Regions from separate parts of the Mus musculus genome. Here regions 1, 2, 4, 5, 6 and 7 are each linked to region 3. Evidence: chromatin contacts called from public Hi-C and promoter capture Hi-C data. All regions are on one chromosome and are shown on one strand. Each heading gives the region's core, a stretch centred on a gene start, on an enhancer-like site or on the middle of the called end of the contact. The rest is flanking DNA. Distances are from core to core; before and after follow the strand shown. Region 1 holds the start of B4galt5 (UDP-Gal:betaGlcNAc beta 1,4-galactosyltransferase, polypeptide 5). Region 2 holds the start of Znfx1 (zinc finger, NFX1-type containing 1). Region 3 holds the start of Trp53rka (transformation related protein 53 regulating kinase A). Region 4 holds the start of Rims4 (regulating synaptic membrane exocytosis 4). Region 5 holds the start of Ttpal (tocopherol (alpha) transfer protein-like). Region 6 holds the start of Stau1 (staufen double-stranded RNA binding protein 1). Region 7 holds the start of Ada (adenosine deaminase).

Region 1 (3,815 bases), core at 266-2,765, 1.9 Mb before region 3:
CTCTGCATCCCCTCTGTTGATCTTTTAGGTACTGGGCACTGAGCTCTGAGCACATACATAGCAAAACATGAAACAGAATCTCTGTCCTTGTAGAGCACTGGTTTGAGAAACCAAAAGGAACACATACCAAAACATGGCTTTGGAGGTGATGGGAAAGTCGAGGCTTGGAAGTGCACATGACAGTGCAGAATGAGAAATGGGGTTAGTGGTCAAGCCCCGGTGGCAGGCCACTTTTGATTTGAGCCCTTACTTCACAACTTAGACGACTTGCTTCTCTTTCCAGAAGCTTCAGTTTTCTCATCGGTGCAATGGGGCCAAAGTGGGGGTAGGGGAGCCACGATCTCAGGACTTAGAGAGAGGCTGTTACTGGCTAAGAAGCCCTGTTTCTCGGTGTCTTAACATTGACAGTTGTCACCACTGTTCTGTCCTGTAGGATGTGACCTTGTTTGGATCTCTTCTTCTTTCCTGGGATTTTATCCTTGGATTCATTGAAGGCGGATCAAGCCCCTTCTTCCTTCCTTCCGGCTTTTGCATTTGTAGTTCCCCTTAGTGGGACCACTCTTTCTCCACCTGGCACTTTCACATTCTTTTGTGTTCATGCCACCCAGGAAGGAGAGGCTTCCCCCTCAATCTCAGACTAGAGTAGAATGCATCCGAAACATCTTCATGTCTAATTGTTTTCATATCTCTTATCATCATCATCTGTTATATTGATTTTTTTCTTATTCGCATTAATACAGGTTCCCAGAGGAATCTTTGCTCCGTGGAGCATCCCCGGCCCCAGGACCCGTAACTGCCACTTTATCATAAATGGTGTCTGGAATGAATGGATGAGTGAGGGCGAACACGAATGCCCCGGCCTCTGCATCCTTGCTCTGCTGCAGCGGCGGGCTACCTGGCTATTCACACATTGTCCACCACCCCTCGATCCCCGCGTGGGGAGCTCGCACGGGAACCAAGTCGTACTAGCGAGCCGCTTCCTGCCAGCATGGGCGGCGGCCGCTCGAGGATCTTGCGGCTAGAGTGCTCGCGCGTGAACCCCGCCCCGCCCCGCCCCGCCCCCACATCCAGGCCCCGCCCCACAGATGCGCTCCCCGGACTGTAGGCCCTGCCCATTCCCGCCCCCTTGCCTCAGGCCACGCCCTTCTCTCCTCCCCGTCAGGCCTCAGGCTCAGGCTCCCGCAAAATGCTTGTTATGCTCCCGGCCCCGCCCTTATCCCCCTCCCCATCAGACTTCAAGCCCGGTCCCCGCCGGTGTTCTCAGGCTCGCGGAGGCACCCTTAACATCAGGCCCCGCCCTCGTCCGGCCCCCAGTTTAGGCCCCGCCCTTACTCGGTCCCCATCAGGCCTGCCTCAGGTCTGGTACCTCCATCTGCTCCTCAGACTGCGGCCCTTGCCCTCGCCCCGCCCTCAGCATCAGACCCCGCCCCTCACCCCGCCCTCCTAACAGGCCCCGCCCCGCCCGCCTCGCCCCCGCCGCTGAGCTCCTCTGGTCGTCGGCCCCCTCCCGCCTCATGTGGCCCGGCCCGCGGCGGCCGGCGGCTGAAAGCGGCGAGGCGGCGGCGCGCGAAGCCCGGAAGGCGGCGGCCGAGGCCCAGGCGGCGGACCGGAGCGGCGGGAGCGGGGCCCGGGTTGGCCCTCGAGCGGCCGCCGGCTCAGCATGCGCGCCCGCCGGGGGCTGCTGCGGCTGCCGCGCCGCTCGCTGCTCGCCGCGCTCTTCTTCTTCTCGCTGTCGTCCTCGCTGCTCTACTTCGTCTATGTGGCGCCCGGCATAGGTAGGAAGGCGACCCTGCGGCCACCCCACGCCTCTTCCCGCTGCGGCCCGCGCCGCCGCCCCGGCCGACCCCGCGCTCCGTGACTCGCCGTTTCCTGCCGCGCCACCCCGCAGCCCGCCCGCACACGCGGCCTCCTCCCTGACGCAGCCGCCCGCGCCCTCCGCGGCCGCGCGTTGGCTGCCCAGACCCGGCGGGGCTGCGGGCTGCGCGCCCCTTTCCCCTCCCCCCCCTCCTCCCTGGAGCCCGCCGCTCGCCCGCCGCTCATAGCGGACCCGACCTGCTCTGGGGACCGATGGGAAGTTTGAATTGGCCATGGAGGAGGTGCTGTGACAGGGGCCTTGAAGAAGCGGTGCCAGGTGGAAGGGAGGGGGGGGTCGCCCAGAGAAGAAACGGAATGGGTAGCAGTTCTCCAAGGTCCGCCCTTTAGAGGGGGAGACCGCCTGGAGAGAAAACGAGCCCTTCCCGGAACAGACTGGACGCTGATGAGAAGGCAAAGGCAGCGAGAGGGTTAAAGGCAGAGGACACTGAGGTCAGATGTCCTGTATGACCTTGGGCCCTCAGCTTCTCTTCTCTGTAAAATGGGGACACGAATCCCAGCCTTTAAAGGACAGAGGGCCATAAATGCCCTTTAAGCTTTTCTCCCTATAGCGGACGCCCAACGTCTTCGAAATAAATACATACATAATAAATAAATATTCGCTGTTACAGGTAGTTTGGGGGACAGAAGGAAAGAGTTTTAAGGAATGCGACTTGCCTCCCTTAGTGTGGTCTTGGAGTGCTAGTGAAAACTTCAGCCCTTGGTGAAAAATGAGAAGATGCTGTTGGGGGTGGGGCCGAGGGCGAGAATTCTGGATGGTTGGGATGGGTGCCGCTTAGGGGAAGTGCCTTTGAGATCGGAGTAGTAAATGCTGGTGTTCCCTGTTGACCTGGCAACTCTGAACTGGCAGAGAAATTTCCAGAGAAAGAGGGAGAGAGGGAGAGAGTCTCTCCCCTGATTATTTTTTTTTTTAAAGCTTGTTTCACTTGATGTTTAAAGTTGGTGTTTCATGCTGTCAGCCTGACCTGGGAAGATGGAAAAGCTAACTTGAGACTGTCCTCACTGATTTGGTGAGTGGCATTCCACCAGGGATGTATAATTATTGTGGCTTGTTAGGCTTGCTAAGTAGAAGGGCAGGAATTCTGGCTGAACAAGAATAGATAACTAATTAGTGAAATTAATTGAGAAGAGAGCTCATTAGCGAATAGGATATTAGATTCTCACAAAATGAGAGTGAAGTGATAGGTTTAAACCTGCAGGCATCTTCCAGCCAGACCCTCTATTTTTCTTCCTTTTGTGAAAGTGACAGGTGTTTCTGGTCTGGGTCTGTGTATCTCCTGTATCTCCATGGTGATCAGCCTTTTTCGATGAGAAAGAATAGAAGCCAGACTCTTCAACAGAAATGAAACTTACTTCAGATTTCTCTGTGGTAGGTCAGTGAAGCTCCTGTGTACGCCACCACCGCCACCACCAAGCTTAGAATCCCAAACCCTGTGTCACTGCAAGACTCAACTCTCTTGAGATTTCATTAGTGACTTTAGAAGTGTTTGAGAGAACAGATCCATTGCTATTCAAAGTCTGTTGGCAAAGAATAGGACCAGCAGTGCTGGGATGTGGCTGGGTGGTAGAGTGGTACCTAGCATTGTGCAAGGTTCTGGGTTTGATTCCTGACACAAACCAGAAAAGGGGGTGGAGGGGAGTGGTAAAGAGGAGACATCTTATAGTTCACATCCCTTCACTTACAGTTAACTATTTGACTGTTTCATTTATCCTGCCTTTAAAAAAGACATGTATTTTATGTGTGTGTCTGTTGTGTATGCATGTGTATCTGTGTGCCACATGCATTCAATGCAGAGGACATTGGAGCCTCTGGAACTGGAGTTACACATAGTTAGGAGCCACCCTGTTGGTGATAGGACCCGAACCTGGTTCTTCCGCAAGAACAGCAAGTGTTTTTCTTTGCTGAGCCATCTTGCCAGCCTCTTCCATGCCTTTCTTGTTAA
Region 2 (3,783 bases), core at 593-3,092, 1.6 Mb before region 3:
GCCTTGGAAAGTTTCAACATTATGTACCAGGAGGCCTCACGTATGACCTGAGGCGCCCATGACTCCAGCACCAAACCCTAAATGCAACTGTCTCACATATACAACTCTGACTGGCACTGTCCACTTGCAAATGATATGACAATTGTTCAGACATAGCACCCTTCAGTCTCTAGGCTTGCCTCAATTTAAGTCAACTTGCCTGGGCCTACTTTTTTTTTTTTTTTTTAAAGATTTATTTATTTATTATTATATGTAAGTACACTGTAGCTGTCCTCAGACACTCCAGAAGAGGGAGTCAGATCTCGTTAAGGATGGTTGTGAGCCACCATGTGGTTGCTGGGATTTGAACTCTGGACCTTCGGAAGAGCAGTCGGGTGCTCTTACCCACTGAGCCATCTCTCCAGCCCGGGCCTACTTTTTTTAAGAGTAAGATTTATTCATATATTTTATGCACGAGTACACCACCATTGTTCTCTTCAGAGACACCATAAGAGGGCACCAGACCCCATTATAGATGGTTGTGAGCCACCATGTGGTTGCTAGAAATTTAACTCAGGACCCCTCGAAAGAGCCATCAGTGCTCTTAACTGCTAAGCCATTTCTCGGGCCTACTTGATTTAGGGCATATTCACATTTTTATCTGAGTGGGTCAGGGTGGATATCAGAATACAGTAATGGAGGATAGCCATTGTCACATCTTGAAAAGCACTAGCCTGCAAATACTTTAGCAGACATGTTTCATTGCCTTTCTAAATACCACGCATATACAAAAGAAATCTCAACCCGGCTCAGACACTGCACCCACAAACTGCTGAATGCTCCCATATCAACAGCCAAGAAAATGTGTTACAGACTAATCTCAATGGGACCATTTTCTTAATCAGTCCTTTTCTCAGGCAGTTCTACCAGGACACTTTAAATAACAACAGGGCTCTGCATCTCCTGTGTCAGTATGTACAGATACACAATTAAAAGACTTTAGTATACTTTGATAATAAGGCTCAATCCTCGGGGCTTTTAAAACAACGAACCTCAGCAGTAACTCTTGCATCAAATTCCCTATCACTGCCCACTTAAAGGCTCTTCAAAGCACGTGATTGCCACTTTAGGCCACTAGACGAATGCATACCTTAAGACTTTCAGATGGTAGGTGAGTTCTCATCTCCCTCGATGCCCTTCTCTCCCTCCAACCTCCATGCTGTCCTGCTTGGTCAGGTCAACCTACAAAACAAAAGCGTCCATCACCACCTATATCCTCGACCAGGAACAAAGAAGACCAGGGTCCTCGAAGGCTGGTGTTTATCAGGACAAACTGGCAAATGTTTTAAAACATCAGCACTGTCGATATGACGGGGAAAAAAGTGAGTTCATCATTTACACCAGCAAAAAGCTTCCCAGGCCAAAGCAGAAGGCGTCTTTTCCACTTGAATCACGTCTTCGAAGGTCAACCTGGGGATCGCGCTCCATAAGCAACACTTGGAGACTAGGAGCGGTTACAGCGACTAAACTTGATAAGAGGTTAACAAAAAAAAAACTTGTGCTGTGTGGACTCAACTCACCATCTGCAAGTTAACCCCGGAGGGACGAGACATATCGGGAACAAAGCAAACGCTCTAGGAGCCGCCGGAACGAAAGGACGAGAGCGGCGGCGAACCTTCCTTATATAGACCTTGGCGGCGCGTGCGCCTGCGCACTGTGCCCATGGCGCGTCGCTTCCGGGCGCGACCGCTTGGCGTCCTGGGAAATGTAGTCCCCGAGCCGCCCGGCCCCAGCTAGCTAATGGTTGTCCAGCCAGTGTCTAGCCCCTCCCCGTGCTCACTGGGCCTCCGGGGCTTCTCGGCTTCCGCGCCATGTCGCGCTTGGCACGCACGAGCCGCCCGCCGCGTCCCCCTGGCTCCGGGGCCAGCCGAGACCTGCGGCCGCCCGGGGCGCAGTCAACCCGCCCCCCGCCGCGCCCTCCCCTCCGCCGCGCCCGCGGGGAGCCGCCAGTCCAGCCGCCGCCGCTACCGCGGGCGCTGAGGCGACGCCGCCCTTCCGCCCGCCCCGAGGGCGGGGGCGCAGGCGAGCCCGGCCTCTCGCTGGAGCCCGCGGCACCGCCTCCTCGTCCTGCGCGGCCTCCTCTTCCTCCGGGCCGCCCACTAGGCTACTCGCCCCGCCCAGGGGCTGCAGGGACTGGAAACCGAAAGTTCGCGGTGCCGGGCGGGGCCGCGACCTGCCAGGGCCGGGGCTGAGCTCTAGCCCTGCGGAGGACGCGCCCGAGCCGGTGAGTGGCCTCCGCCCTATCACGCACCTGCTTCTGCGGCGCTGCGACCGCCGGCGTCCCGCTCTGCCTCCGGCCGGGTGTCAGGTTAGCCTTGGAGTCCCTATCTGCCCCACTCAGCGCCCCCACCACCCCCGGAGTCCCTGTCCCCTTCCCTCAGTTCTCCTATAGTCCCCAGAGTCCATGTCCCCTTCCCTTAGTTTTCCTATAGCCTCCAGAGTCCCTGTCCCTTTCCCTCAGTTTCCCTATACCCCCGGAGTCCCTGTCCCCTTCCCTCAATTATCCTGTAGCCTCCGGAGTCCCTGTCCTCTTCCCTCAATTATCCTGTAGCCTCCGGAGTCCCTGTTCTCTTTCTCTCAGCCCCCCCTATAGTCCCCGAAGTCCCTGTCTGCTTCTTCAGTTTCCCTATAGCCCCCAGAGTCCCTGCCCCTTTCTCTTAGTTTCCCTATAGCCCCCAGAGTCCCTCAGTTCCCCTATCATCTCCGGAGTATTTGGAATCTCCCATCACCCCTAGGATCTTTTTCCACTCCTTACCACCCCCAGAGTCCTGTCCTCCCACCTCCACCGTCACCCTCCATCGTTCCCTGAGTTAAGTCTACCTGGTTATCAGCAGCCCCATTTCCCAGTCCCTGTTTCCTCTCCTCAGCAGCCCCATCACCCCTAAATCCCTGTTCCCTTCCATTAGCCTCACCATCACTCCCCAGAGTCCCTGTCTCCTCTCCTTAGCAGCCCCCATCACCTCCAGAGTCGGTGTCTCCTCCCTCAGTACCCAGCGTATCCTGAGCCGCGGGCACTGCCATTACCTGCTTCGACTCTCTTCAGTTCATCTGTCACCACCCTGATCACACCCCACCTCTAGTGCCCCTTCATCTCAGCACCCAGTCATCCCCTGTGCGTAGTTGTCCTGCCTCTGCTCCCGGTCCCTGGAGCCCCACTCTCTCCATTTCTCACCTATTGCTATACCCACTTGTTCCACAACCACCCTGGGCTCCCCATCCCTAGGCCCTGCCCTACCTCTGAGTCCCCCCCAGATCTCTCCTGCTTTCTGTAACCTTACAGTGTTTCTCTGAGGGATGTATGGTGTGGCGACTTCTCTCGGGACTTGAAATTTACCTAGCTACAACCCAGCTGCCACCTCTTGCTCCATCCTCTTTCATCTTACCCTGTAATTAGAAGTCTCTAAATGTTATCCCTGCAACAGCTTAACCATTGCTGATCTGGTGCCCTCCCTGCCTTGCTTGCCCTCCCTGCCTTACTTGCCCTCCCCGCCTGCTCCTGCCACTCTTCCCTCGCCTTCTCTAGCACTTATTTGCTTCTGTTTTCTTTTACACTGCTGCTGCATTCTATTTTAGTATTTTTTTTTCAAAATGAGGAAGAAGGGATTTTCCTCAGAAAATTTTTCTTAAAACAAACACTAACCATTGAGCCTGCATCATAAGAACAGGGTTTGGTAAGATGAGGAGAAAAGTCACCACAGAAAATATTCCCTGTGGGAAGAAAAGGGACTCTTTTTTTTTTTTTTT
Region 3 (3,870 bases), core at 283-2,782:
TTGCAGTCTCCTGTCTGAGCATCTGAGCACTGCACAGCCTCTGAGTGTTGGGATCACACATATGCACCATCCCTAAGACACTCTAGGCCAGTACCCACCTCTTTGGTGCTGAGGGAGAGATGGAAGCAATACAATCCCTGCCTTGTGAGTAGCTACACAGCAGGAGGGTGGGGGGCTCTGTGTGATGGGAACCACTCTAGCAGGGTAAAGTGTGTTGGGGGGTGGGTGGGTCATCAATCAAGCAGTTGAACGGCCAAAACCAAAGGGAATCTGAAACAGGTCTGGAAAGTAGAAAACCAGGGCTGATAACAGTTGAACTCACTCTCCTCATAGAGGCTAGGAAGGGCTTGTCTGGGGAAGTGACCCTGCAGTGGAGAATAACCTGCAGCTCTAGGTGATATGGAGCTGGACAAACATTTCCCTGCAGAGGAAATAGCAGGTGCAAAGGCTCTGTGCCGAGGGAGCATCATGGAGGATGGGTGGGGATTCTGGAGAGGGGAGGGTTTATAAGGGATGCAGGAGTCCATGGGCCCAGTTAAGGTTTAGGTCTTTCTTCTTAGCACAGTAGGGAGACACTGAAAGGTTTGAAGCCGCTTTAAAGAGCTAAACTCAGCCTGACTTAGCAAGCCTGGCTTTGGTCAGCACCTTTGCACAGTTAGATTTCTAAGGCAAGGGTTCAGATGGGTTTGGTTACCATAGAGACGGCTGGGTGGACACAAACAATTATGATAATGAAGCTACAGACTTGAGCACTGGGGGATATAAACGAACCGGGTTCTGGGTGCGCTTTGCTGGAAAACACATTTTGCCCACACAAAGGGTCTGATTATGAAAAGGGACCTGCCATGAATATGAACGAAACCCAGGGACCACAGAGCCAAGATGCTGGTGCCATAGCAACCCGGGACTCAAGGGCTTCTCTTCTGTATTTTCAACAGAGCCCCAAGGAGCGTGGGGCAGGGACAAGGGGGTCAAAGGCCATGTGAAGAGAGCCCTGTCCACCGGCACCGCGTAATCAGCCTCTTAATTCTGATAAGCCCTCACCCTAGCAGAACCAGGCAGCCTCATTCTGTAGTTGAAGATACCGGATCTGAGAGGGATGGTGCTGGCTGCTGACAGGCTGGTGCCAGGCATCAGGTGGCGTCTCCGGATAGAAAGCTTCGCCTAGTCCCTGCCTCCTTCCCGGCTTAGAGCATGTTTCCATAGACTGAAGTGGGACACGAGTTCAAAGCTAATCTGAGCTACACCGTGAGACTCTGTCTCAAAAAAAAAAAAAAAAAAAAAAAGGTCCCAAAGCCGGAGCATCACCGTGATGAAGAGTGAGAAGCTGTTGGCCTAAAGTTGCTGAGCGCTCACGAAGACAGACAGGGAAGGGCCAAGTCTACAGGTCCTAGAGGCTCCGCTGAGCGCGGAAAGGTCGCGAGGCGGAACCAAACTAGCAGGGTGAAGTGTGTTGTGTGGGGCGGTGTTAATGGCGGAAGAGGCCGGAGGATTTCCGAAGCGAGCGGAAGCGGCGCGGTCAGGGTCGGAAGGAGTCGGAGGCATGGCTGGCACGTCCTCGGAGGCGGAGGCCGAGGCGCTGGCCGCTGCGCGCGAGCGGAGCCGCCTCTTCCTGAGCGGCCTAGAGCTGGTGCAGCAGGGCGCCGAGGCGCGCGTCTTCCGTGGCCGCTTCCAGGGCCGCGCGGCCGTGGTGAAGCACCGCTTCCCGAAGAGCTACCGGCACCCGGAGCTGGAGGCGCGGCTCGGCCGGCGGCGGACAGTGCAGGAGGCGCGCGCGCTGCTCCGCTGCCGCCGTGCGGGTGAGGGGGGCCGGACGGGGCTCCGGGAGACGGGACAGACAGGGCTGCGGGAGACCAGTGGGACGTGAGAGACGGGGCTCCGATTTCTAGGGGACAGGATCAGATGGCAATGCTTAAGGACTCAAGGCGACAGTCAGGACGCCATTCTGTTTGGTTCGCGGGGCTTGTTTAGCGCTCGGGTCCCTCCGTTTCTCATTTCTCTGTTTCTGCTTACCGTCCTTCCCTCTCCATTTGGTGGTCTTAAGCAGTAGGTGTCCTGACAGGCGGGTGGCAGGAGCCGGGCTCTGTGGATTCACATTCTCCCTGCATTGTCTCCCTCGTAGCCATTCAGCGAGTCGTCTAGCCCAGTTACCTTGTATGTCACCGGAATCTCAGGGATATTGTGGTCATTAAAGAAGGCATATGCATCACATGTTCTTATGCTGACATAGTTCAGTAAATGTTTGATTTCATTAAATTGTTATTCTTTTCTTTAAAAAACATCCACACCCCCACAAAACAACAACAACAACAACAACATTACTCCAGAGAAAATGAGACTCAAAGAGGGGAAGTGCCTGAGGTTCCACAGCTACCAGGCAGCCTGTCTGTGGCCCAGAACCACCGAGCCTTTGCTATTTTTCTCTTTAATGGTTTTTAGGTGCCCACTGCCAGGACATTGATAGGTGCCAGGAGCCAGGGGAAATGCAGAAGTGAACAGGCCTGTGCTTTTCTGCCCTAGAGGGGCAATGGAGTTATAAAGAAGTGTTCATATATTCTCCTTTACCTTTTGTAAGTTTTATCAGACATGGGTGGGGGCTACCTTGGTACCCCAGTTTCTAGGAAACTGTTCTGAACTTGGTTGACATTCAGGAGAGACTCCTGGTGTTAACTGGAGGTTTTGTTACCACTTTACAGTTGTGGAGACTGAGGCATAGAGTAGCTAAGGGAACCTTGAGGTTTCACGCCTAATAAGGGATCTGAACCTGCCTGTTCCAGAGCACAGATGAGCCTGTAAGGTGACACCCTGCTTAGCCACTTGCCTGGTGACTGTCAGGTAGAAACTGCCCAGACTGCAGGATGCTTTCCTTCTGGCTTCTTGTTTTGTTTGTTTTTAGGGAGCAGCAATGAATTCCAGTCCTCAGGTGGCTTGAGAAAGGAGGAGCAAGCCTTGATACTTCCAGACTTACCCTGGCCTGGTCTCAGGCCGTAGTCCTGCAGGGCTTTAACAGGGCAAGCTCTGGATAAATTGTATCATTTTCCACAGTAGTCTAAACCCTGTTCCAAAGCTGTCTGCCTGTGCATGAAGCTGGCCTTCATGAAGATGCGTTCCCTAACCACGTGTGTCCATTGCAGGGATAGCTGCCCCAGTCGTCTTCTTTGTGGACTATGCGTCTAACTGCTTATATATGGAAGAAATCGAAGACTCGGTGACTGTTCGGGATTATATCCAATCCACTATGGAGACTGAAAAGGACCCCCAGTGCCTCTTGGACCTGGCCAGGAGGATGGGGCAGGTTCTGGCCGGAATGCACGACCAAGACCTCATTCACGGGGACCTCACCACCTCCAACATGCTCCTGAGGCGGCCCCTGGCGCAGCTGCACATCGTGCTCATCGACTTTGGGCTGAGCTTTGTCTCAGGACTGCCGGAAGATAAAGGCGTCGACCTCTATGTCCTGGAGAAGGCCTTCCTCAGCACGCACCCCCACACCGAGACCGTGTTTGAAGCCTTTCTGAAGAGTTACGGGGCCTCGACCCAGAAGTCCAGTCCAGTGCTGAAGAAGTTAGATGAGGTGCGCCTGAGAGGGCGAAAGCGGTCCATGGTCGGGTAGTGGAGCTGTGGTGAACTGGCTCACGGTGAAGGATGATGTAGACGAGGCTGGACCCCTCAGCAAAGCATGGGTTGTTAAGTGGTCTGTGATCGTGCTGGGCCACCACCATCCATGGCTCACTGTTCTCAGGGGCTTCATGTACATGAGGTTTATTCTAGGCAGAGCTGGGTGGGTAGCCTGGGCTGGCTTCAAACTATGTAGTTGAGGATAACATTGAACTTCTGGTGTTCCTGTATCCGTTGGAGTATCGATGTGTG
Region 4 (3,977 bases), core at 894-3,393, 1.6 Mb after region 3:
CCACAGGGATATGAGGGAGATGAGGACAAGAGGTGGCCGAGCACACAGTTGGGACCTTGTGGCATCTGGACTCTGACCCTGAATGAAATGAGAGCTGTGATGAATTGGGACAGAGAAGTGGTCAGCTTCTGAGTATATGTTGGGCATAGAGGAGTCACTGATGGACACACATACACCACACACATACACATACACACACACACACAAACAGAGAAAGAGAGAGAGAGAGGAGAGAGAGAGAGAAGAGAACGCGCTCGGAGATGTATGGTGTCTGAATGACTAGAAGGAGTGAGGTTCTGGGGTGTCTACGAGCAGAACATTCTCATACTTCTATTGCTCTCAAGGTCAGAGTTGGCTTCCTGGAAAGGGGAAGAGGCTCGAGTAGCACCCCCTTTGTGTCAGGTACTCAGCGAGGGGACAGAATTGGTCCAAGGACCTAGTCTACCCTTACATAATTCCCTTTGACTGTGTGGAACTAGGGAAAGACATCACCGCCGTGATCAAGTTACAAGACGACATAAAGGATAAAGGAGGGGGTACCCTTTGGGGGACAACCCAGCAGGGAGTTAGAGAGAGGGGAGGATGAGAAAGGCCTGTCAGTCCTGTGGTAGCGTTGAAGATGGAGAGCCCATGTGTACGGGCCCAGGACCATTTGCAGATGTTGAGATGCCAGCACACACGGACTTCAGTCCTACATTTGCAAGGAACTGAATCTTGCTGGCACCTGAATCATCATGGAATCCGACTCTTCTCCAAAGCCGGCAGTGACAAGCCACCCCTCGCTAATACTTTGTAACATTCTAAGCAGAGAACCCAGCTCAGCTGCACAGACTTACAATCTAGACAGATTGCACACTAATAAAGGTCTGTTGCTTTTAAGCCTCTTGGTTGGCTATGAATGAACAGAAAATAAATACTCACAACCATCCAAAACAGAGGGTTCCTGCTGTCATCGCTCCGATGAAGAAGTAGGTTAGTGAGATGGAGGGGCTCCCTCTAGGTCCCTCGGAAAGGAGGGACTGAGCAGTCCTTTCCTGAGGCCATTTCAGAGGGCTGCTTCACGGGAGGGGGAGAGCAATTAGAAAGGATTGCTGCTTCTGCTGGTAGAGTGGACCTCTGGTCATTCAGGTTTGGAGGGCAGAGGAGGTTTGCAATTGAGTGTATCTCTTTATACCCAGGCTCTGATAATCTGTCCCTATGGGTGTGAATCGGGGGACCATGGGCATCAGGATGTGTCTGAGAGTGTGTGCCAGTGTAAGCCTGCAGCAATGTCTCAGGATCTTGAGTCTGAGGGTGTCTGTGCACCAGAATGAATCCATCCCTGTGAGTGACTCAGTCTGTACGGCTGTGTCTATAGGTATGAGTGTTCTGAGGGTGACTGTCCCAGTTTTGGGGACAGATCACTACAGGAGGAGGGGTGCTAATGTTCCCTCTCTGTGAGAGACTCCCAGGATATGTCTGCAAGCAAGTGTGGGTGCACGAAAAGGTGTGTGTCTGTCCAAACTTCTGTGGGGTTTGTGGGGTCTGAGGGTCTCCAATATGTGGGAGGACATGTCCTGCCCGCCTGTTGCTCCCTGTGACTCTGCAGGTCTCTGTGTACCCTCTGAAGTTGCCAGTGGGTATATCTGCTCCTATGTCAGAAAGAGTCACTGTGTGTCTATAGAGTGTCTGTCTGTTCAGGTATCCGTGAAGGTGTTTGTCCAGGTGTCCCTCTGTCCCCGAGTGTGAGGGAGTCCGAGATCTCTCTTGCCGAGCGAATACATCCTTGTGGGTGCTTGTGGGTGAATGCAGGTTTCTTGGATTTCTTGGACTGTGTCCCTCTGGGAGCCTCAGGGTATCTGGGTGAGGCCTGCATGAATCGGGGTTACTGGACACCTGCCTCTGGAGTGAGTCTGAGGACTCACAGTCACGGGTCAGAGCGGGCACCGGAGGTTCAGCCGCAGCAGCCGGGCGCAGACAGCCTTGCGGCGGGCTCGTGCACCTGCCCGGTTGGCAGCGGCGGCAGCGGTGGCGGCGCAGCCCGCACCCTCGCGGCTCCCAAGCCCCGCCCGCGGCGCCCCCTCCCCCGGGCCTCGGCGATTGGCTGCGGAGCTCGGCTGCGGCCCGCCCCGCGCGGCAAGCAGGCTGGGGACGCCGCGGGCCAGAGCGCGCTGCGCCGCCGCCGCCACCACCACCACCACCGCCACCACCGCCGCCACCGCCACTGCCTCCGCCACCGCCGCCGCCACCGCCGCGAGCACCTCGCGTCTCGGGCTCCACGCGCCGCCAGTGTCCGGCCCTCTGCGCCCGGCCACCAGCCCCGCCGCCTGCCCGCGGAGCCCCGGGCCGCCGCCACCACGCCGCGCGCCGTACTCCGCGTCAAGAATGGGGCGGCCAAGCTGCCCAAGCCGCCCGCCGCCGCCGCGGCCGAGGCTCCTGGCGCGGGCGCGGGCATGGAGCGCTCGCAGAGCCGCCTCAGCCTGTCCGCCTCCTTCGAGGCGCTCGCCATCTACTTCCCGTGCATGAACTCCTTCGATGATGAGGACGCAGGTGAGCGCGCTGCGGTCCACCCACCCCGGGGGGTTGTCTCCCGGTCCAGAAGCCAGGGACCCTCGGGGACCCGGAGCGCCCGAGAGAGGCGGCCACTGTCTCCGCTGCACTCTCGGTCCCACTCGGATAGATACCCAGGGGCCCCTCCCACTCCCTCAAGACCCCAGGAGTCTAGGAGGAGCTCTGGTCCTGTCCCCCCTCCTGCGCCCCAGGGACCCCTTGAGCATCTGCACTCGTCCTTCTTGCGCAAGTGGGCCCTTGGGTCGCCTGGACCCAAGTCTCCCTATTTATATGCACCTGCAGGATTCCCCCGCGACCCCCTCCCTGACTTGTTTCTCAACAGGATTTGCCACTACCCAAGTCTGGTATATGCCCCCTAGTCAGATTTCGGGTTTTAGGCCGCTTCACCCCTGGTCTTCCGACGTACCCCTGGTCGTTGGAAGCGGCGCATAGACCTGACCTCTCCGAGGTCTTTGTCTTAGCTGCATCCAGAGGCTCCCTGCCCAAGACCCCCTTGTTCAAAGGCCAAAGCCTTGAGTGTCCCGATTTGTTTCTCCATTCCCTTCCCCCACAGGCTGGGGCTCCAGACTCTTGTCAGATTCTGGGGAGCCGCACATAACTGGTCCGGGGTCTGCTGGTCTTTCCTCCCCAAGGAGGTGCAAGGCAGTGTAAGTGCTAACTACAGCAGTGCTACCCTTCAGTGTGTGCCCCTGACTTCAGGTGTTCTTGTCCCTGGAGTGGCCTTTCTGGGTGGGCTGAACCCAGCTGTGGACCTGCAACTCGAACCTGCTTCTAGGCCTGGACACACACACACACACACACACACACACACCACAAAAAAACTGGTAGCCACAGTCCAGGGGTAGAGAGGAAACCAGCTCGTGGATACTGGGACCAGGCAGAGGGTACAGAGAGCAGTGAGTTTGGTTTGGGGTAAAGAAGAAAATCCAACAACAGGTGGGGGTACCTAGAAGGTTTGGGTGAGAGTTCCCCCAAAGAGTGCCAAGATTGGGAGTTAGAGTCCGATTCCAGTCTTTATTCCCTCCGAATAAGCTGTGACCTTGGGCAAATCATGCCAACCTGAGCCTCAGTTTCTTCATCAGGAAGTGCAGATAACACTGCCTCTGATGCTGTGTGGTGGGAGGGTGGAATGAAATGGTTTTTGAACTGATAATTTGGGAATATTTGAAGTCAATGAAGAAGTGGCGGGCGGGAAAGAGGAGTGTGTGTGTGTGTGTGTGTGTGTGTGTGTGTGTTGTGTGTGTGTAGGAACAAGTGGGTTCAATACTGATTAAAATACAGATTAACTCTTAAGAGGAAAAAAAATCATGTATGCACTACCCCAAAATGTTACAGTTTAGGGAATTCAAGAGTTCAGGTTTCTACTCCCTGCCTGCTGGCATTTTCTGTCTTGGTTCTGTTATGGGATGGAGTGGTGGGTGATGGGC
Region 5 (4,006 bases), core at 735-3,234, 1.9 Mb after region 3:
GAGAGAACCGACTCAAGGCTGACCTCTGAGCTCCAGGTGTGTACCATGCCATGAGCACCTACACATCGCAGAAAGTACCAGTGAGAAGTAACTTTCATCTTAAACATGTACCGCAGGGAAGTGATGACCTAGAGCCGAGGTTCTCACCCTACCACTGTGACCCTTTAATACAGCTCATGTTGCGGTTACCCCAGCCATCAAAGTGTTTCGATTGCTACTTCATCATTTTGCTAGTTATGAATCACAATGTCAGCATCTGTATTTTCCAATGCTCTTTGTGAATCGCGACCCACAGGTTGGGAACCACTGGTGTAGAAAGTTCACCAATCCAGGTGAGAGGGGACAGTGTATGTGAACTGACTCCTGACTGTCTGAGCTGCTTGGGTGTGAGCTCTGTGGACTAGCACATCTCCCATTCTTGACATGTGTGTAGGTAATCAGTGTGTGATAGTCAGGTCTTGTGCATTAACCTGAATGTAGCACCTAAAAAGCTATAAGACATATAGGTCCCACATCATAAATATTTTATTTTAATGTACTTTTACAGAGGTGTGCTGAGCAAGGGATGGGACAATCTTGATCTCACGGGATCTGCCCTGGGCTGTTTCCATGGCAACTTGTTTCCAACAGGTAGGTGCCTAGAATCCTAATTCATTGCCTGAGATTGACCGCGGTGCCACAGACTATAGAACTAGCCCCAAAGGCCCTCTCCTTTCTCTCCTCCATTTACCAGGGAGGACAAACTAATAATCCACATTCTTAGACTATCTCACACATCTGACACTCTCTGCATGAAGGCTTCTCTCCATGTTAGCTGCCAAGGCCCAACTGCGATGGGATCTAGTCTGTAAATCCCCGCTCCATCCCCCCCCCCCCCCGCCCCCTTCCTCAGGGTGAGTTCCTCCAGGTTTCTACAGCCCTGGGTTCCTATTCGTCTTTAGAAACTTTTACTTAGTGTCACAGGTGTCTACAAGGAACTCTTCTGGGTCAGTTCCCACCCAGTCATTTATCAAAGAATTACTGATGGCCTCCTGTACCTGTCAGGCACTGTGCTGACAGATGCTAGGGACACAGCAGAAAACAATAACGCCTTGCCTCGTGCGGTTTACATCATGGACTGATGCAAAGAGGTCCTACAGGCTGAGGGTTCTGCTTTGAATCAAGCTCCCCATTGTACATCTGTTTCTTTATTTCTTCCTGGGCATTTGTTGCTGGAGATAAACCCCAGGGCCTTGCACATGCAAGGCACCACTCTCCCACTGAACTACACTGTCGGCTCCACATTTCATCTTCACAATAACTGAGCGTGCTGATTATCGTCAGTTGCCACTTTACAAAGGAGGGAACTGACCTCCTACAATGTGAATCATCACTACAGGCCAGAGAACTTGCCTGTGGAGTCACCACAAGACCCAGTGCCGGCTCGCGACAGCACTCCGTCAACATCAGGGGAAGTACGGCAAGCCCTGTCCAGTGAGGCAGAGCGAAGAAGGGTCAAGCCCCACCCTGGTCTCATCATCTCTATCTTCCACCTGCAGCTTCCTGCTGTATCCCCAAGGGCTCAGCAGTGGCTGTCAGCCTCGACAACGACGTGATGGACAGGAAATAAAGCCTGACACCCTCCCCACCTGGAGCCATCTCTCTCTCCGGGGCATCCCCTCTCGTCCACAACAACAGGAGGCAGGAAGCCATCTCTCTCGGAGCCCCAGAGACCTGCGAGCCGCTGACAGCGTCCCAAGGCCCCTACTTCCGGTCTTCGCCCCCTCCCCAGGTGTCCCCATTTCCTGGGGTCTCCCGCCCCTCTGGCCCACTTCCGGCGATCTCGCCCTCTCCGGTCCCTATCTCTGGCCCCTCGGCGCACACCCGGGCTCGTGGGCACTCACCAGCCCGGCGGCGGGCGGAGCGCGGGTCACGGCGGCAGGAGCCTCGGCTGGCAGCGCGCGCAGAACAGACCCGCACTCCCCGGCCGGCCGGCCCGGCCCTCGCGCCGGAAGTGACGCTCGAGCCGCGTGTAGGCGGCGCCCATCCGGGAATGCGCATGAGTGAACTTTGTAGTGCTGACTTGGGGCTTGACACCACCTGGTGGCCCCGGCTGTGCAGCTGAGTTGGGTTTCGGGTGGGGAAACTGAGGCCTCGGGGAGGGAAGCTGGAACACACTGCCATATGCCTAGTGTTCTACATCATTTTCTCATTAAATTGTCTTTTTATTTATTTATTTTCATTTTATATATATATATATATTTTTTTTTTTCAATCCCCCTGCCTGCTGTGACCTCTAGAGAAGCGGCAAATCAATGCAGAAACCAGCTTCAGACCTAGACCTCAGGCTTATCATTTGCAGAACTACTCTGTCCTCAGCTGATGTCTGGACTGGCTGCCTGTGTCAGTATGCCATCAGCTGAGCCGCTTTGGCCAAGTGCACTAGCCTCTTCGCCTCTATTTCTTCGTGAATAACGATTCTTGCCCTGGACCCCGACTCAGAAACTACTTGTTTCCTGCTCTGGGGCTCACAATGTTGTCTCGAGACAGCAGTAGTTTGAAAAGGAGTTTATTAACTCCACATCTGACCCATTTACTAGCCTCACCACACATACCCATGGTTTGTGCAACTGTAATTTCGAGGCAAATCTCTTTTAGGTAGAATAAGGACAACAGACCATTTCTAGAGAGAAATTTCGTCGGTCTAAGAAAATGTCATATTCAAAGGGATAACCTTAAGTCCCTCATCCTTTCCCTACCTTATGAATAAGTGGAGTCCTAGAGTGGTGGGAAGTGACCTTCAAGGACATAAGGACACAATGGATTTTGCCAGATGTCAAACTAAATATGTGAGAGGGGTTCGAGGTACCCTGGGAATTCTGAGTTATGTTTATCTGTTTTGTTTGTTTTTAATAGAGGGTGCCTTTGTAGACCAGCTGGCCCCCAACTCATGACTCTTGCGCCTTGTCTTCTGAGACAGTGAGTGTGTGCCGCCACCCCAGGTTACAAGTCATGAGACTTGCAGTCCTCCCTTCTCTCCAGTCACCAGCTTCTAGGCTGCCAAATAAAATATAGAACTCTCAGTTAAATTTGAATTTCAGATAAACAAAGGTCTATTTTTAAGACTAGGTTCCTTATGTAACATTTGGGACACATACTTTAGAAATGTTTGTTTCTCAGAAACTCACATTTAAATAGGTGTCCTGTCCCCCGTCCGCGCCCCCCCCCCGCCCAAATCTAAGTGTTAGTTTCCTGTTCCATTTATAACAAATTACTACATAGTGACTTCAAATAACACAAATGTATTTTGTTGCTTTGCTAAAGACACCGGGGAGCTGGGAAGGCTGCTGTCTCTCTGGGTACTGGTTCTCTTTTCCAACTTGCAGAAGCTACTGAGCTACTGGTATTATTTGGTCCATGGTCTTCCCCACATCACTCCGACATCTTGCTTCTGTTGTCACAACGGCAACTGACTGAGTCCTGAATACCCCCTCTGTGTTCTCTCTCCCTCTCTCTCTTTCTCTCTCTCTTTCTCTCTCTCTTTGTGTGTGTGTGTGAGTGAGAGAGAGAGAGAGAGAGAGAGAGAGAGAGAACTTGATGTAATCTAGGCTGACTTCAAGTCCACAATCCTTCTGTGTCACATTTGGAAGTCCTGGAATCATAAGTGTGAATGCTCATGTCTCTTACAAAAGTCATGTTCAAATATTTGAGAAATTTGGGCATCGTGATGCACGCCTTTAACCTCAGCTGCGTTTGAGGTCAGCTGGCCAGTCAGGACCATGAGTAAGACCCTGTTTCAAAGATTTGTTTTTGAGACACTTACTCAGGTTGGTCTTGAACTTTCAGTTCTCCCACTTCAGCCTCTTGAGTAGAAAAGATCAGGAGACACGTCACCTCCAGCTTCCTGCCTCTCACTTATAAGAATGTTTACAGTTACATTGGGCCCATTATTGGGAGAACCTGGAATAGTCTCACCATCTGAAGATCCTTAAGCACACCTATAACATCTCTTTGACCCCATGAGATA
Region 6 (4,220 bases), core at 1,512-4,011, 1.5 Mb before region 3:
ATAGATATTCAGGGCTCCTCATCACCAAAACCGTCCTGCGTGACAGGGGTGTTCTGAGAGGCTGAGCTAGCTCAAATAAAATAAAAAGGTTCTATTGTGATTGCATCAGATTGGCTCCTGTCTATTTTGGGGGAATCACTAATATTTCCCTGGCAATACAGTACTTTCCAGTGAGTTTGTTTTCTTCTGTATATAGAGACTACTAGTTTTCTTCCAAGGTCCACAGACTTTTTATTTATTTATTTATTTTTGTAATTTTGTTACTAGCTCTCACATGTAGCCCTGGCTGAGCCTCAAACTTGCTCTGTAGACCAGGATGGCTTTGAACTCAGAGATCTGCCCTCCTCTGCCTCTCTTGTGCTGGGATTAAAGGTGTGTGCTGCCATACCAGACTGGGTTTGTTTGTTTTTTTTTTTAGATTTATTTATTTATTTATTTATTATATGTAAGTACTGTAGCTGACTTCAGACACACCAGAAGAGGGCATCAGATCTCATTATGGGTGGTTGTGAGCCACCATGTGGTTGCTGGGATTTGAACTTTGGACCTTCGGAAGAGCAGTCGGGTGCTCTTACCCACTGAGCCATCTCACCAGCCCAGGGTTTGTTTTTATGTAAAGAATACCTTGGACATTAGTTAGGCATAGTGGTACACACCTGTAATCCGAGCTATTGAGAGACTGTGAGGCAGGAGGATCATCTAGAACAGCGGTTCTTAACCTGTGGGTCTCAGTCCCTTTGGGGCCAAACAACCCTTTCACAGGGGTGGGATATCAGATATTTACATCATGGTTCACAACAGTAGCAAAATTACAGTTGTGAAGTAACAACACAAATAATTTTATGGTTGGGGTCACCACAGCATGAGGAACTGTGTTAAAGCACCACTGTGTTAGGAAGGCTGAGAACCACTGCTCCAGAGGCAGAGGCCAGCTTGGGCAGCATAGCAAAACTTTGTGCAAACAAACCAAAATTAAAGAATACAATCTATGCTGGGGGGATGGTGGCACGCACCTTTAGTCCTAGCACTCCGGAGGCAGAGGCAGGAGGATCTCTGTGAGTTTGAAGCCAGTGTGGTATACAGAGGGAGTTCCAGGAGAGCCAGGGCTACACAGTGAAACTGGGGTGGGAGAGTTCATTAATTTAAGCTGGCCGTGTGGTGGTGGCACACACCTTTAATTCCAGCACCCAGGAGGCAGAGGTATTCTGATCTCTCCAAATTTGAGGCCAGCCAGAGCTAAATAGTAAGACCCCATTTCAAACAAAACAAAACCCAAAAAACAAAAAACAAACAAACAAAAAAAACCCCAAACCCACCAAAATTGATTATTTTGTGCGTAAATACGCACATTTTACCCGGTGGGCATCTTCACTGCCCTAACTGCCTATGTGTTGCTTACTTAGCGGAGTTGGCTGGGAACTGGAAGGAACGGCTGGTTCTGGAACTCAGTGTCACTGGGTTTTACAAAAAGCAAACTAAGAAGACTTAATTCAGATAAAGGCGCCCCCCAGTGTCTCTGCAAGTCAGAGGAGGGTCTTTTTAGCTACAGCAGACGTCATCATGAATTCATGCAAAGTCAGCCACAGTGCCTTGGCAAGGAGACTGGGCTGTTAGGCATGCTATTTTTATTTATTTATTTGTTTGTTTGTTTGTGTTTCCAGACACCACCAACTGGCTAGGTTTTTTTTTTTTTCCCCTTTTGGGGTAGGGATGGAACCCGGAGTCTTGGGTATCTAGCTATGATGTTTACCTAGGTGCATCAACCACAGGCACCACTTAAAATAAGCCCAGAGGGGGGCTACAGAGATGGCTCAGCGGTTAAGAGCACTGACTGCTCTTCTAAAGGTCCTGAGTTCAATTCCCAGCAACCACATGGTGGCTCACAACCATCCATAATGAGATCTGATGCCCTCTTCACAATGTACTTACAAATAATAATAAATAAATCTTAAAAAAAAAAAAAGCCCAGAGGATGCCAGCGACTCAGCTCCCACAACCTCCGGTAAGGACCCCATCTAATTCTAAAGACCTGTCTCCCCCGCTACATAAAAGGGTTGCTACATAAAAGGGTTGCTATAGGGCTGGAGAGATAGGTGGCTAACAGTTAAGAACACTTGAAGAGGATCTACCTCACAACTGCCTGAAACTCCTACACCAGGCAGGCAACGCCAGCACTGGACTCCGTGGATGCCTGAACTCAAAACACCAAGGCAAGAAAACCCAAGCTATAAGACTAGTGAAGATGGAGCTGAGCGGTAGAAGTTTGCTTCAATCCCCAGGACTACACTAAACAAGCCCACACCAGCCTCTTGTCCACAGAACCACACTCAGTTTAGAGCTGCGGGAAAGGAACCAGACAGCACTTGTGCTTGTCTGTTTTCGGCTCAGACTTCATTTACTCTGACTTCCCCAGTAAACTCCATAAGGGCAGGGACTTGTGCATTCTCACTGTATTCTCAGCTTTCGGTCTTGCACGCAGCAGCAGGTTAACAAAAGTTAGCGTAGGGAAAAAGGGGTGACTGTAGGAAGGGAACAGAAAGCCTAGAAAAGAAAGGAAGCGAGGCCTGTATTCCCTGCCGAGACCGAGCTCCTGGGAAACTACAACTCCCAACATGCCTCGGACCCAGCGCAGCCGTGCCCGGCCCTTGTGGGCCTTGCGTGCCTAGAGAGCGCATGCGGGACGCGGCGCCCGCTGGGACTTGTGGTTCCTGCCGCGGTGTGTAGGGGGTGGGGCCGGCATGGAGGCGGGCGGGGGCCGGGGGCGGGCGCGGCCCCTCCCCCGTCACTTCCTGCCAGGCTGCGGGCCCCGAGCCGCTCTTCAGCGTTTGCGCTGGCTGTCGTCGCGTCTGTGTGCGCTCCCCCTTCTTCTGAGCCCCGGCCTGGCGGCGCCCGCCTTCGCCTCCGCCACTCCGCCTCTTCCCTCCTCTGGTCGGTCCCTTTTTCCTCGCCGTCTTCACTTGCTTCTTCACCTCCTCGCCGCCGCCCAAGACCGCCGGCCCCGGGACGAGCTCTGGGGAAGCAGCCAGGTAAGGCGGCCGGTCCGGGCCGGGTCGGAGCGGGTCGCGGAAGGACCCACGCAGGCACGGCGTCAGCGGGAGGTGGGCGGCGGGTGGGCTAGGCCTTGCGGGCGCGCGAGCCGCGGCCCAGGCCCGTCTCCGCCTGCGGGGCCTTCCCGGAGGAGGCGGGCCCTCCGCGCCGCTCGTGGGCCCTGTGCCGGAGTTAACGCGGGGGGCGCGGGCGGGCAGGGGCAGCGTCGGTCCGGAGGCCCCCCGGGTTTCGGTGCTATGCACAGTGTCGCGGCCAGTGCCGAGCCGCGGGATGAGGTGCCAATTCCCGGCTCGGCCCCCTTCGTCAGTCACTTCGTATTCTTTGTGTCTCTGTTATGAGGGGGAGAAGGAGGGGGAATAGTATTAATCCTGTCCCAACCCGGTCCCTGCCTCTTCAGGCTGTGAAGTTGTGCAGTGAAATGGGGCGTGTAAAGTGCTTATCAGTGTGCCAGACCCACGTCGTGTCCCAATAAGCCGTTTGCATAATTTATTAAGATGATATGAAGGTATAATTTAGGGTGCAGACGGAACATAAGTTGACCTTCCTTTCCACTAGGGTTTTCTCCGAGGCAGAAGAATCCCGCGTGCCCACTGGCAGTGCCTGAGCATTGTGCTCGCTTGGCACCAGAGAGGGGCGGGCGCTTAATGGGGACACTGTAGCAGACAGGGTATGGATGTAAAGCCATCATCATGTCTGTGAAACCAGCTGTAGGGACTTCACCGGCTCCCCTAGGCTCCGCACCCTGTCCCATGTCTCCCTGCCACCATCCAGAACCTTATTGCCATTCCTTTTTATGAGAAAGTTGCTGGCATAAGCTTCTCTTGGGTTTAGCAGACCTTTTTGGAGCCTTCTTGTGTGTCAGGCTCTGGAGGTGGAGTATGCAAAGATTCGAAAACCGTGGTTTCCTGGTTCGCATCTGTAGCTCTTAACTTTCTTTAGCTGAGGCCCTCCCTAGTTATCAGTTTCTCTTAAGCTCTGGCCTCACCTCCCTACTTATGGGCGAAGCTTTTATTTTGTTCCGTTTTGCGTTTTGCCCATTGTATTGTATGCCTTTTTTAAGGTCACTGTTTTCAATTGCTTGTAGCTGTAATAATTCTGTTTGCTTGCTTGCTTGCTTGCTTGCTTGAGACGTGGTTTCTCGGCACAGTCCTGGCTCTCCTGGAAGAAGAAGC
Region 7 (4,225 bases), core at 751-3,250, 1.7 Mb after region 3:
TCCCAGTGGAAGTTGAAAGAGCCCCAAATCCCTCCAGAGAAGGAAGTTCAGTAGCCTCCTCTGCCACATTCTAAGAGCAAGTCCTTCAGGACATCCCAGGGCAAGACTCCATCAGGCAAAGACAGGATCAGCAAAGGCTTGTCACTTTTGGTGGACCAGGAAGTTATTTGCAAAGAATGAGTTGGATGGACTTTGGAGAAAGATTTGACACAGCCCAGGCCCAGCTATAGAGTCAGAATCAAATTCAAGTGCCACCCTCCCTTGCAGTGCACTAATCTTCCAGGAGCCCAGTGGCCTGTGCCCTCTTGGGGCCTCGGCGACTTCATTTGTAGACTGATAACAGTTTCTGCTTCACAGGGTGTAGACAGATTGAATGGAATGATGTTTTCAAAGTGCTTCCAGGACAAGGGCTAGGGAGGGTGTGTCCACATGTGATGGTGTATGGTCATGTATCTGAAGTAACAAAGAAACCTCCCACTAAGCTACAATGTGTTGGAAATGTTTCTCTTTTTTTGCAACAGAATCTCAAAAATCTCAATAATAGCTCAGCATCTTCTTGTCTCAGCTTGGTGAATACTAAGATTACAGGCACAAGTATTCCCATCCCTGTCTTAGAAGTACCATTTTGATCCACCCTCTCTCTCACTCCCACAAACAACTGAATCCCAAATCTGTATTCTGCTGCTTTCAAGTAGCAGGGATCTGAGTCCATCCTCTTGCCCAGAGTCGCCACGGTCTCACACCTGGATCTTTCCTGGTGTACCACGCTTTCTCCAGCTCCTTTCATGTTGTCCCCTCATGTAAGGACACCCGGGCATCCCCACCTCAAGGTGCGCACAAGTTACTTAAGGAACTTGCTACAATATAGCCCTGCATCCCGCCCCCAAAATCCCACCAAACCTAGAGTATGGTTCTAAACAGCTCACCTGTGAAGTCTCCCTGGCTAAATTTCTAGACTTGGAACAGCTGGAGTTTTCCAAACAGAAGTGTGATGCTGTCCTGAAACCACTGACAAACTTTCAGTGACATCTCTCTGAGCTTCCACCTCGCCTGCTGGCCTCAGCTCCCCTCTCCCCTTCCCATCCCCTCCTCTTTATTTGTAAGTTTGTTTAGTTTCAGATGAGAATTGCATCTCACCTAGTTCTGGGATACCACCATTAAATGGATGTTTCCATGTGCCCTAGGCTTCCCACAGAGTCAGCATGGCCCACCCCAGGGATGGCAGGACTGAGATTTAAGAGTGTTTCCCTTGCTTCCCATTTCTCCTCCCTGATGCATATGTTGTTATTTATATGTTCTAGAAGTTGACCATAGTATGAAGTTTTCTGCAGCGTATTTTTTTTTCTGCCCCCCTTTCACTACTGTGTCTGAGCACATGTGCTGTGCTTTGTAGCTGAAACTGGCTTTATTGCTGCAGAAACCAGTCCACTGTATTTACCCACAGCACTGATGTGAGCATTCTAAATACATCTCGATACGTGGGCATATTTCTCCAGCGTAACTGCCCCAGGAGAGATGAACTGTGTGTTCCTGTCCACCCCCTGTCTCCAGCCACCCTGGAGACTTAGTTCTCAGGAGTCTCTCTCACACACAACAGTGTTCTCTGCATCCCACCCGCCCTCACCTGGTGAACTCCGGCAGTCGCCGCTAAATCTCCCTAATTACACACTTCTTCTGCCTTGTGATTCTGCAACAAGTGGGTCTATCCCTCAAAATCCAGCCCCATAAGGCTTCAGGACTGTGTGGCTCCAGCTTCAGCCTGCACAAAGTAGGCGCCCAAGCAACACTGGAAGCCTCGGTACTGAAGGGGCCCGGAAGGGGCAGGTGAGGACATTGGAGTCGCGTCTGCAGGGGGCTCACCTGGGAGCTTCCTAGGGTGTAGCCAGCAGGGAAGGTCTGGGGTTCAGAATTCCGGGAAATGCGCGCCAGAGTTGCAGGCGGGGGGGGGGGGGGGGGGGCGGGGCCGTGGCTCCGGAAGGCGGGGTCTCTCTGTGGGCGTAGCGTGGGCGGGGCTGTGCCGGGGCAGCCCGGTAAAAAAGAGCGTGGCGGGCCGCGGTCTCTGAGAGCCATCGGGAAGCGACCCTGCCAGCGAGCCAACGCAGACCCAGAGAGCTTCGGCGGAGAGAACCGGGAACACGCTCGGAACCATGGCCCAGACACCCGCATTCAACAAACCCAAAGTAAGCACCGAGGGGCTCCGTTGCCAGGGTTCTGTCCCGGGCTGTCCCGGGGCTTAGCGGGGCCCAGCCTTTGGCGCCTTTAACCTAGAAGCATGGAGTGGCAGGGGGACTCCCGCAGGCATCTCCCCTCGACCCAGGCCTTAGCTTGCTTCCGGGATGTCGAGCGAGAGACGATGTGGCAGGGAGTGTCCAGAACCTGGGGGTGTCTCTGGTCGGCCTTCGGGTTCGGCTGCTGTCTATGCGAACCTGGGAGTGCCTCCAGTCGGCCTTCGGGTTCGGCTGCTGCCTATGCCCTGTGCCCTGGAGGTCTCAGCCTCGCTGTCTGCCAATGGGCATCCAGTGCGGCGGGGCTGCACAGCTGTGTGGGACTGGGCTAGGACCTGGGTGTCTGAGCCCCAGTAGAATGGGGCCCAGGGTCTCTAGCTGTTAAATGTTCAGTGTATGGCTTTATACTTAAGTGTTATGATTACTTTGTGGGCAACAGGTAACCTAGGTTTGTGGGTGCGCCCGTGGGAAAATCTATGATCCAAACCAGAAAAGGAAGGGATAGAGGCTTCAGGGTGCCAGGAGGAACCCCTACACATACTGACCGTTTGGCCATATGGGTTTATTTGGGATGAAGTTTTAGCCCTTGACCCCAGAGGAGAACCCTTTATCTGTCTTTCTGCAAGCTGTGGCTTCTTGGAAACAGGGAGACTCCAGGTCCCCAAGGCCAGATTTGCAGCCCTTACAGATTCTGTCTAGTCAGCCAGGCAAATTGAACTGGTCAGCAGAGTGTGGGACTGAGAACTCAGGGGGAGGGATCAGAGACAGTCACCCTTAGACTTACCCCTCCAAGAAACAGATGCTGAGTGGGGGGCGGGGTGGCAGACGTATGAATCCCGTGTGCATGTTGTGTCATATATGCGTGCATGGAGGGAGCGGGAGGGAAGATGGGCAGTGGGCCTGTATTCCATGCACTTACCATAGGGAACACACTCTGCCCCTCTAGCTAGAGGCTAGAAGGGCAGGGCAAGTCTTCCTACCCAACCAATGCCTGCTGCACATCTTGTCTGGTGGCTCCTGACCACAGTTGGTGCTCTTAGACATCAAAGGGTGAGTTTTCTTTTGATGGTCTGAATTCTCCCTACCCTTGGTCAGGGGAACCATCTCTCCTGATGGAAACCTAAGAGAGTGACTAAAGGTGAGCGACAGGTTACACTTCTGTGGCACCTACCCTTTTGTAACAGCTCTTGGGGGATGGGGGGAGTGCCAATATATCATGAGCCCTGGTATTGTCATCTGACCCATGCTGGGATGTCATTCCTTCCCTCGGGGCTCTTAGACTCCACACCTGGAGAAAAGGACTGTTAGCATTGGTGTCTGGATGTTGGAAGGTGACGTCAGCAGGAAGGTAGCATGCTGGGCTGCTACCTCTGAGGTGGGACAGGTCTCGTGTCATGGTGAGGAAGAAATGCTGCTATGGCTGGCAGAGTGGGAAGGAGCCACTGTGGTCAGCGCCTGGCCAGCCTGCGTAACTGATGCTACCAGGGGCCCAGCATACTGTAACTGCACACAACTAGTGCCCTGACTTGGTGAGGTAGCTGATGCTGTCTCCATGGATAGATGGGGAAGCAGGCACAGAGCTTAATTAGGATGTAGCCAAGCTGGGAGAGAAGCCCACATTGAGGGTCAGCTTCAGAATCCCATTCCCTAAGCCAGGCAGCATAGTACAGAGCCGGAATTCCTATTATTTGGAAGACTGAGACAGGAGGATTTTTGAGTTCCAGGCCTGAACTATATAGCAAGACCTTTGTTTTGGATGAAAGAACAAAACCTAAGAAGCAGAAATTCTATGTCCCCATCTTTCATGGGTGATCTCTGCAAACGCTTTAGGGATAAGAGGATATCTACCTGAGCCTTTGCTGGGTTCTTTGGTTTCTCATGCCTACACCAGTTGGGACTGGGGCTTGGACAACTTCAAGGTGAGCAGATGAAATGGGCCAGCGTTTGTTTTTGTTTCTTCTATGTGGTATGTGTGAGCTAAGGCACTGTGTAGGGACAGG

Evidence for each region. Promoter capture Hi-C pulls out the DNA fragments that hold promoters and counts their contacts. Hi-C and Micro-C count contacts between places; a contact is called where the count stands out from the background.
Region 1: a promoter capture Hi-C map of pre-B cells shows a contact between it and region 3, with 3 times the contacts expected there. The contact joins the promoter of B4galt5 here to the promoter of Trp53rka in region 3. A contact is called at or near these places in 2 of 39 promoter capture datasets (liver and pre-B cells).
Region 2: a promoter capture Hi-C map of pre-B cells shows a contact between it and region 3, with 3 times the contacts expected there. The contact joins the promoter of Znfx1 here to the promoter of Trp53rka in region 3. A contact is called at or near these places in 3 of 39 promoter capture datasets (frontonasal cranial neural crest, liver and pre-B cells) and 1 of 115 datasets of contacts at active chromatin or transcription factors (pancreatic cancer cells).
Region 4: a promoter capture Hi-C map of liver shows a contact between it and region 3, with 3 times the contacts expected there. The contact joins the promoter of Rims4 here to the promoter of Trp53rka in region 3. A contact is called at or near these places in 4 of 39 promoter capture datasets (liver, pre-B cells and stem cell-derived epiblast-like cells).
Region 5: a Hi-C map of B cells shows a contact between it and region 3, with 6 read pairs. The contact joins the promoter of Ttpal here to the promoter of Trp53rka in region 3. A contact is called at or near these places in 1 of 39 promoter capture datasets (liver) and 1 of 484 Hi-C or Micro-C datasets (B cells).
Region 6: a contact with region 3 is called in a promoter capture Hi-C map of pre-B cells, with 2.5 times the contacts expected there. The contact joins the promoter of Stau1 here to the promoter of Trp53rka in region 3. A contact is called at or near these places in 3 of 39 promoter capture datasets (cranial neural crest, liver and pre-B cells).
Region 7: a contact with region 3 is called in a promoter capture Hi-C map of liver, with 5 times the contacts expected there. The contact joins the promoter of Ada here to the promoter of Trp53rka in region 3.

The regions. Positions count from the first base shown.
Region 1 is chr2:167,346,878-167,350,692 of GRCm38.p6, reverse strand. It overlaps B4galt5 (UDP-Gal:betaGlcNAc beta 1,4-galactosyltransferase, polypeptide 5), which reads left to right and starts at 1,515. Exons shown (of 9, transcript NM_019835.2): 1 at 1,515-1,775. The coding sequence starts at 1,661.
Region 2 is chr2:167,061,074-167,064,856 of GRCm38.p6, reverse strand. Znfx1 (zinc finger, NFX1-type containing 1) reads left to right here and starts at 1,842. Exons shown (of 14, transcript NM_001033196.2): 1 at 1,842-2,347. It overlaps Zfas1 (zinc finger, NFX1-type containing 1, antisense RNA 1), which reads right to left and starts at 1,923. Exons shown (of 5, transcript NR_138563.1): 1 at 1,560-1,923; 2 at 1,130-1,221. It overlaps LOC115486178 (a small nucleolar RNA gene), which reads right to left and starts at 1,384; the gene lies at 1,292-1,384.
Region 3 is chr2:165,490,976-165,494,845 of GRCm38.p6, reverse strand. It overlaps Trp53rka (transformation related protein 53 regulating kinase A), which reads left to right and starts at 1,532. Exons shown (of 2, transcript NM_001007581.1): 1 at 1,532-1,799; 2 at 3,135-3,870. The coding sequence starts at 1,544. The coding sequence ends at 3,613.
Region 4 is chr2:163,917,139-163,921,115 of GRCm38.p6, reverse strand. Rims4 (regulating synaptic membrane exocytosis 4) reads left to right here and starts at 2,143. Exons shown (of 6, transcript NM_183023.2): 1 at 2,143-2,529. The coding sequence starts at 2,433. It overlaps Gm35886 (a long non-coding RNA gene), which reads right to left and starts at 2,049. Exons shown (of 3, transcript XR_375201.3): 1 at 922-2,049.
Region 5 is chr2:163,600,292-163,604,297 of GRCm38.p6, reverse strand. Ttpal (tocopherol (alpha) transfer protein-like) reads right to left here and starts at 1,984. Exons shown (of 5, transcript NM_181734.3): 1 at 1,884-1,984.
Region 6 is chr2:166,994,840-166,999,059 of GRCm38.p6, reverse strand. It overlaps Stau1 (staufen double-stranded RNA binding protein 1), which reads left to right and starts at 2,761. Exons shown (of 12, transcript NM_001109906.2): 1 at 2,761-3,026.
Region 7 is chr2:163,748,014-163,752,238 of GRCm38.p6, reverse strand. Ada (adenosine deaminase) reads left to right here and starts at 2,000. Exons shown (of 12, transcript NM_007398.4): 1 at 2,000-2,180. The coding sequence starts at 2,148.